Regions from separate parts of the Sus scrofa genome. Here regions 1 and 3 are each linked to region 2. Evidence: chromatin contacts called from public Hi-C data. All regions are on one chromosome and are shown on one strand. Each heading gives the region's core, a stretch centred on a gene start, on an enhancer-like site or on the middle of the called end of the contact. The rest is flanking DNA. Distances are from core to core; before and after follow the strand shown. Region 1 holds the start of ZHX2 (zinc fingers and homeoboxes protein 2). Region 2 holds the start of TBC1D31 (TBC1 domain family member 31). Region 3 holds the start of WDYHV1 (protein N-terminal glutamine amidohydrolase).

Evidence for each region. Hi-C and Micro-C count contacts between places; a contact is called where the count stands out from the background.
Region 1: a Hi-C map of skeletal muscle shows a contact between it and region 2, with 5 times the contacts expected there. The contact joins the promoter of ZHX2 here to the promoter of TBC1D31 in region 2. A contact is called at or near these places in 3 of 47 Hi-C or Micro-C datasets (heart right ventricle, liver and skeletal muscle) and 1 of 2 datasets of contacts at active chromatin or transcription factors (alveolar macrophages).
Region 3: a Hi-C map of liver shows a contact between it and region 2, with 3 times the contacts expected there. The contact joins the promoter of WDYHV1 here to the promoter of TBC1D31 in region 2. A contact is called at or near these places in 3 of 47 Hi-C or Micro-C datasets (heart right ventricle, liver and skeletal muscle).

Annotation. Positions count from the first base shown.
Region 1 is chr4:16,552,567-16,555,266 of Sscrofa11.1, reverse strand. It overlaps ZHX2 (zinc fingers and homeoboxes protein 2), which reads left to right and starts at 1,408. Exons shown (of 5, transcript XM_021088974.1): 1 at 1,408-2,558.
Region 2 is chr4:16,286,426-16,289,125 of Sscrofa11.1, reverse strand. TBC1D31 (TBC1 domain family member 31) reads left to right here and starts at 1,317. Exons shown (of 20, transcript XM_021088972.1): 1 at 1,317-1,614.
Region 3 is chr4:15,997,628-16,000,327 of Sscrofa11.1, reverse strand. WDYHV1 (protein N-terminal glutamine amidohydrolase) reads left to right here and starts at 1,392. Exons shown (of 6, transcript XM_001928505.4): 1 at 1,392-1,852. The coding sequence starts at 1,764.

The DNA of each region.
Region 1 (2,700 bases), core at 159-2,658, 270 kb before region 2:
GAAACATGGCTTATAGAAATCCCTTCTAAGTGGATGACCAGCAAAAGGAGGTGCAGCCTCAGAACAGATACAACTTTCTTAAGGTTTCAGTAACTTCCATGGAAACAGGGAACTGTAGTTATGGGGGGGGGGCGTAGGGAAGCAGTGGAATGACCTGGAAGAGTCAAGAGTAAGCAATATAAAAATATTATAGTTGGTGGGATTGTTTTCTTTTTCTTTCTCTCTTCATGCACATCCTTGAGGGAAGAGGAAAAAAACTCAGCATCCCTAAATTCTGATATTGACAGCAAGCACATTAGGATGTTAGACAGTAGATATGGAATGAGTTTGAGAAAGATGCGATAGCATCTGGATCATAGTCACCCAGGAAGTTCTTAATAAATCCTTTAAGAACCTGGGCAGTTTGCCTCTCAGATCTGAGAGCATTAGGAAAAGAGACCTCCTTCAAAGCCAGTACCTGGTTTCCTGCACCGTTAACAAACAACCCTGCATCAGCAATAACGGAACAAACAGGTGCAAGCCAGTAGAAAGTTTTGCATATGAGCTATTTTTATTTTTATTGTAAAAATTTCTGGGAACCCAAAGAACAGGTTCTGGTGGAGAAATTGGAGCCCTAAAGGGAGACCCTGAGAAAGCCTTTCAGCTGCTTTCTTCTCCTCAGCCTCAGAAACGAAAATGCCAAAAGGTCAACCAATGCGTTGACCACGCAGTCAGCCCGGGAGCCAGCCATTTTCACCCCGTCTCCGTCCTCGCCTCCAGCCACTCCGCCGCACACGGCCACCTGTTGCTGTCCTAGCGCCCAGAGCCGAGTCGCAAGCCGCCGCTAGAGTTCGTTCTAATTCCCCCCAAGCTAAGGCTGGCCGGGAAGCCCCGACGCTCCGCGCCTGCTAATCCTCAGCGCGGGCGGGGACTCCGCGGAGCCTCCCAGCCCCAGGCTCCCTTTGTCTTCTTGCTGCTCTCAAAATGTCAAAAGTAGACCCCAGACAGCATCCCCTTGGCCCCCGCTCGCCCAGTGCGCGCTCGCACTCAGCACACACTTGGGAGATGCTGACGCGTCGAGATGCCCACCGAGGAGAAACTGGTCCACCTGGCAGGGACAGGCGGCGCAGACAGGTTCTGTGAAATGCCAAAGCGTCCCCTGAATCCCAAATCCCTTGGAGCCCTTAGCTGAACACTGCAGCTGAAGCGCCGCGCCCAAAACGCGAGTTCACGGTTCCCGAGGCCGCGGGCGGAGGGCAGCGAGATTCTGACCTGCCTTTGCTCTAAGCCGCCCGAGGGGATCCAGGGGGCGGCGGCGGTTAGGGATGCCCTCCCGCCGGGAAGGCCAGAGTCCCAGTTTCGAAAGTGACCCGCCTCGCTTCCGAGGGACTTCCCTGCCAGCGCCGCAGGGGTGTGCATTTCTCCGAAGTCTGAGAATCCCAGCGAGCGCTGGCCCGACAAGAGTTTAAGTCAGCTCCCAGGGCGTCTGTTTGTTTATTGGCTCTTAGGAAAAAAAGTTTGAGGATGTTTAACCAACCTCAGACCTGGCGCAAGCGGAAATCTCAGAATCTCTTCAGCAAAAGTCATCTAATTTCGAGTCGTTATATAAGTGGGGGCTCTTCCTTACCCTCCCTACTCCGAGCCCTCTTATTACTACTCCAGGAGTTAAATGTGTCTCGCTTTAAAAAAGAAAAAAAAAATTTTTTTAAGTTGTTATTATTTCCCTGAGTCCTAGGGCGGGAGAAAGCGCAGGCAGCGCCCTGGGCTTGCGGCGGCCCCACCCGCGCGCTGCCGTTTGCTCTGCAGGAGGGACGCGGGGTCCCGGGTGCCGCCCGCTCAGCGAGCAGCCGCGCCCAGCGGTCCCTCCGTCGGCCACTCCACGTGGTTAGGATCAACAGTTTGTCGAGCTCATCAGTGACACCTTGAACTTTTCATAAAGAAAATGGGTATTGCACCAGGAGGGTTTGGCCGCGGCCGCCGCGCCGGGTCGTGCTTAATATTCAATGATCTCGCTCGCGCCTCCCCCTCCTCCCCTCGCAGAAATTCCACCGAGTCCGTTACTGGGCTCAGACTTTTAAGTTAATTTACTGCCCACCCCCCAACCTTGGCTAGTAACCAGCGCCTTTAGGGTTGGCCTCCCCCCCAGCTCTCGCCTGAAAATGACATTTCGCCGGCGTCTCCGGAGGGGGCTGAATTTCACTTTGTAACTTTCTGCGGAACCCGAGCCCGGGTGGCAGCTCGGGTGGTGGTATCGTATGCAAATACGCATGCTGACGTTACAGATCATGTGGGTTTTGGCGTAGATTCCCCACTGATCGAGACATTTTTTTCCCCTTTTTTTTTCCTTCTTTTTTTTTTTTTTCTTTTAAAAATTTTGGCCACTGTTCTCCGTACGGGGGCTTCTTCTGTCTGTCTGTCTGGCAGGCTGGCTTTCCCCCTCTTTCCCACGGAGCCCGAGCCGGGCGCCCGGTGAGGAGTGGGGAGTGGGTGGGGGGAGCCAGCAGAGTTCCATTTTGGAACGCCCGTGCCGCGTCTCCACGTTCCCAGCCCGGGTCCCCGCGTTCCCAGCCCCGGCGCAGGTAAGAAACTTCGCCCCGGCGCGGAGCACCCCCCGCCCGGCGCGGCCGGCCCCGAGCCCCGCACGCCGGGCACCGGCCACTCCAGCCCAACTTTCCCACCGCCGCCGCCGCCGCCGCGGCTCCCGAAAATGTGTTGTTAATG
Region 2 (2,700 bases), core at 68-2,567:
CAGAGCCACAGCAATGTGGGATCAAGCTGTGTCTGCAACCTACACCACAGCTCACGGCAACGCTGGATCCTTAACCCACTGAGCAAGGCCAGGGATCGAACCCAAAACCTCATCGTTCCTAGTCGGATTCGTTAATCACTGAGCCACGACGGGAACTCCAATATTTTAAAAAAGCATTATATATGCATTTAAAATCTCACTTTTACCCTGCAGTGACAGGTGTTCTTAGAAAAGCAGTGAGGCGTTCCCGTTGTGGCTCAGCAGTTAATGAACCTGACTAGTATCCATGAGGATGTGGGTTCGATCCTTGGCCTCTCTTAGTAGGTTAAGGATCTAGCGCTGCCATGATTGGTGGTGTAGGTCGCAGTAGTGGCTCAGATCCCAAGTTGCTGTGGCTGTGGTGTAGGCCATTGGCTACAGCTCCAATTCAATCCCTAGCCTGGGAACTTCCATATGCCAAGAGTGCGGCCCCAAAAAGACAAAAATAAACAAACAAGCAAAAACAAAGTGAGATTCAAATAGAGATTAAAGGAAAGAAAGTGATGTGAAAATGGAGGCAAAGATACTTCACCAGAGCCTCTGGAGGGCGTGGCCAACCAACACCTTGATTCAGACTCTGAGCTCCAGAACTGCAAATGAATAAATTTCTGTCGTCTTATGCACCAAGTTTGTCAGGAAGCCAATACATTACCTCATAGAGCAGTAAAAATGGCGATGGTAATGCTACTAGAGTTGTAGGTTTGCTTTGAGGATTAAATGAATTAAAATTCTAAGGAACTTAGAAGTGTGTTTGATACCTAGTAAGCACTGTTAAAGTTCTAAGTGAATTTTTTTAAAAAAAGAATTTCTCTGGCGTCAATGCAAGTTGTTGAAGACATCGCTTTACTGGTGTATAACTGGGGTATTGGACGCCATAATACAAGAATCTCTTGTTAGACTATGGAATTGAAACAACATTCACAGCAATGGTGAAAAGACCAAGGGTGGGCTCCACAAAGGTTCTTTTCGAACCCAAGTGTTCTCTAAAAGAAACCCTTCAATTCTAAATGCATTTGGATCCTGGCTTCTATTAGTTTTCTGTACAATCCCTTAATCCCTAAACACAATGTGAAACGCAATCAGAGACCACTGGGGAAAATCACTTTATCGCCTCCTTTGGGAGCCTAAAACCCTGCGAGGCCCCCAGAGAACAGAATTCCCTAGCCAGTTCCTCGCTCTCGCCTTGCACCTGCAGAAAACTACGATTCCCAGAAGGCTTTGGACCGCGAAAGGGGGCGGAATCTAAGAGAGAGTTGGTCGTTGGCCGATCCCATGGTCTAGCGCGGGAAGGGTCGCCTGGGCGGAGTTTGGGAGGAAGCCGCCTCCCGATTAGTTGTAAATGGAAAGACGGCGTCCTGCCCGTAGTTGGTACGGTCCGCGGCGGACCGGGGCGGTAGCCGCCGGCGCTCAAGTTTCCCGGGCCGGAGCGTAGGGCCTGCCGGGAAAGCGCCGGAACCGTTGTTCGCCAGGCCGGCTGCAGCAGCGCGTGGGCTGCGACATGCAGAGCACAGACCTGGGCAACAAGGAGAGCGGCAAAATATGGCACCGGAAGCCATCCCCGGCCACACGGGACGGGTAAAGGCCGCGGCAGGAGGCGCGCTATGGATGGGGATGGAGGCCGGCGACGGGCGAGTCCACGGCTTTGGAGAGGCGTTTGAGGGGCTAGTGGGAAGGGTCTCCGGACGGGGTGCGTAGGGCTAGGTGGAAATTCGGGTTCTGGCTCTGATCCTGCGCGGAATCCCCGGGGAATGCAGGTAGCCTTAGTCTTGGTTTGCTCCGACCACTTGGTCCTTAAAGACCTCCTTCCCAGTCCTAGGGGCGGGGGTCTGTTTGGGATCCGCGTGGAGTAATAGGTCCTGATTTATGTCAGGGAATTTGTGCTTCTGATGCGTGCCAGGACTGCCTGCCTTAATTATCACAGTATCCCTGTGGTATTCCTGGCACGCAGTAGATACTCAGTAAATATTTGTTAAGTATTCCAGCTGGGAAAGAACTCAGGAGGAACGGATGCGGGGAGAGGAGGAGACGAGTGCACTTCTCCCCCTTCCAAATGCCGTCTATCCATCCTCGAATCATGGTCTGTATTCAGGCGAGCATTCATTCATCGACGGCTTGATGAGGACCCACTGTGTGCCGAGCTAAGTGCTGGGGGACAGCTGGAGAGCAAAAAACTGCTGGTTCTCTTGGAGTTTACGTATTAACGTGTGTGGTGGTGATGGTGGCGGGAAGGGGGAGCAGTTGTATTTACAACGTAGGGCGACCTTCAAGTAAGACTAGCACTGCTGCTGTTCCATTTTATTTTTTTAATAGACTTTATTTCTTTAGGATAGTTTTAGGTTCACAGAAAAATTGAGAGGAAGGTATGGAGATTTCCCATGTACCCCCTTGCCCCCACACCTGCCTAGCCTCCCCATTATGGATATCCCCCACCAGACCTGCAGTTGTTGCGATTAATGAGCCTACACTGACCCATCTTTATCACCCAGAGTTCACATTTCACATTAGGATTCCCTCTAGGTATTCTACATTCTGTAGATCCGGACAGACATATAATGACATTATCCACCTTTATGATCTCATACAAAGTATTTACATTGTCCTAAAAATTGTCTGTGCTCTGCGTATTCACCCCTTCCTCCCCAGCGCTTCATTCTGTCCTGT
Region 3 (2,700 bases), core at 143-2,642, 290 kb after region 2:
GGGGAATGAAAGAGTAGAATGAAGGGCTGTGGAGTGTGTGACCCTGGGCTCCCACAGACGAAAGGCTTCCTGGAGGACAAGGGGCAGGTGGTTGCCTGCAAGCTGCACAGGAGTCTGGTTTCTCTGCCAAGAGGGCTGCGTGAAAGTTATTGCCAGGCTAAAACTTCAAGGTGATAGAAGGACCGAGTTTGGGTCTGTGGCTGGGCAGATCCTACTGGGTATTATTCTCATGACCACCCTCCTACTTCTAGTCCACATTTCTGGTCTGCTCTCAGGAACTGCAGAAAGCATTTTCCTTCAGTGTAGGTAACTGAGAAGATTTCATGTTGTGCCCACTTTGAAGGAGAAGTGCTTAAAATAATTCCGTTATTTATCATGGGGCCAATGCTAAAGTGTGTATTTGGATCTGAGAGGCGATACAATGATAACTGACACAATGACTTATTTTCAAAATCTTTAGGACTTTTGAATTGGTAAGACTGGGAGAATCTATGTATGGCCTATAAACCAACCTAACAATTTCAGATTTTATAACGGGTAATAAATATCTTGATCAGCCATTTATGTCCCTTGCAAATATAAACATTCAGAAAGATATAAATCTAAAGTGAAAATCCTACCATTCATTCACCAGAGATAATCACTTTTTAACAGTTCGGTGTCTTTCCTTCCAGACTGCCAGCAAATAAACAAATATATATGATTAATACCAAAAGAATATCATGAAGGGTCTCAAATTTTTTTCTTACTTAATATGTGAAAAAATAAATATACATTTCTTAGCCAATACATAATTTCACCTAATTAAAAAAGTTACAATATGCTGAGAGTTGGGAGTATTATCCCGAACACCATCCTCCATGCGGTCATATTTGGAATTAACCTCCTTCTACCAACCTCTTTCCCCCTACCCCGGGTTCTCTCCAACTCCAGGCTCAAAGTGCTAAATCTTTGTTTTTCACATGCAAGGTCCTCTAATTTCACTTGCATACGTGGAGTCTTCCGAGTCTCAACTTCCACAGCTGGCGATGGGTTGGAGTCTGTCTCACGCTCCGCCGAGAAAATCACAGAGCACCGATTACCGAATCCAAGCCCTCCCAGGACTCCTCCCTCAAGCCACGTGCCAGAGACCTCTCCTCTCCCGGCCGGGACTGGCACGCCCAGTTAACAAACCCTCCCTCGTGCCTGGCCCCGCCCCCTGCCAGGACCACGTGCCGCACCGCCCAACTTCTGGCCCCACCCACCTAGCGGACTCCGCCCACCAGGAACCACGCGGTCTTCCTCGCCCCGGGCTCCGCCCACTGTGAACTCACGCTGCTCGCACCACCCCGGATCCATTCTTGGCTCCACCCTCTTGGCAGAAAGCGCCGCGCGCCTCGAGCTCCGCCCACCTCGACCGGGCCTTCTCACGCCAAGTCCTTGCGCCTCTCCCCGCCCAGAATCCGCCCACCAGAACTTGCTCCACCAAAGCAGAGCTGCCCGCGTCCTCCCACTAAACCCCCCCTACCTTGGCTCCACCCCCCCGCAATCCAGAACGCGCATCTCAAGCTGGGTGCGTTGGAATCCTGCGCCACACGCTGGCCCAGGCTCCGCCTACCGTGCCCTAGGCCCCACCACCCGGGAACACCACGGGCGGTCGATCTCAGGCTCCGCCCACTCCGCCACGAGAACCCGCGCTGCTTGTTGAGCATCGGGCCCTCCCCCGAAGCCCGCCGCCGGGGCTTGTCTCGTCCGTCGGCCTTAGGCCCGTGCCCAGGCCCGCCATGGAGGGGGATGTCCCCGTCGCCGCAGCAGCCCACTACCAGCCGGCCAGCCCCCCGCGGGACGCCTGCGTCTACAACAGCTGCTACTGGTGAGGCGGCGCAGGGGCCAGCCCCCGGCATCTCCCCTGCCCACCCGGCCTGGCGTTGCAGCTGGGCCCCGCCTCTTCCCGGCCCCTCTGGGCCGGGACTGGCGGGTTTTCTGGTTTGAGGGGAGGAGAGAGAGGGAATGGCAGCCCTTGTCCCTTGAGTTGAGCTTGGGTATTTGGGTTGCGGGAGGGTGTGGTGTGTGCGTGGGGGGGGGGGGGCGGAATTCGCCAGGAATGGCAGGGTCGGTAAGTGCACTGCTTCAGCCTGGCGTTTTTCGCTTGGATTTTTCTCAGCGGACCTCAGCGTTTGGGGGGTCCAAGAAGGGGAGGTGGAGATGGAGGCGGAGTGCAGAGGGTCTTTGAATATTATTCTGCTGATAATGAAGGTCATTTTAATTTTGGAAGAGAATGGGGGTGCAAAGTTTTTGCAGTAACATTCCCAAGGTCACCCAGCTAATAGCAGCCAGGAATCCATTTCAGGCCCTGTTATACCAGATACCAAAATCTTAACCACCTAGTACTCATTGTAATAACGGTTAAATTTATACATAACACTTCACATGTGCTAGTCATTGTTCTGAGGCGGTTGCGTAAATGAATTCGTTTGAAACCCACAATTACACTAGGAGGTAGGTACTCTTATCCCCATTTTATTTTATTATTATTATTATTTTTTTTTTTTGCCATTTCTTGGGCTGCTCCCACCGGCATGTGGAGGTTCCCAGGTTAGGGGTCTAATCAGAGCTGTAGCCACCGGCCTATGCCACAGCCGCAGCAAGGCGGGATCCGAGCTGCGTCTGCAACCTACACCACAGCTCACGGCAACGCCTGATCCTCAACCCACTGAGCAA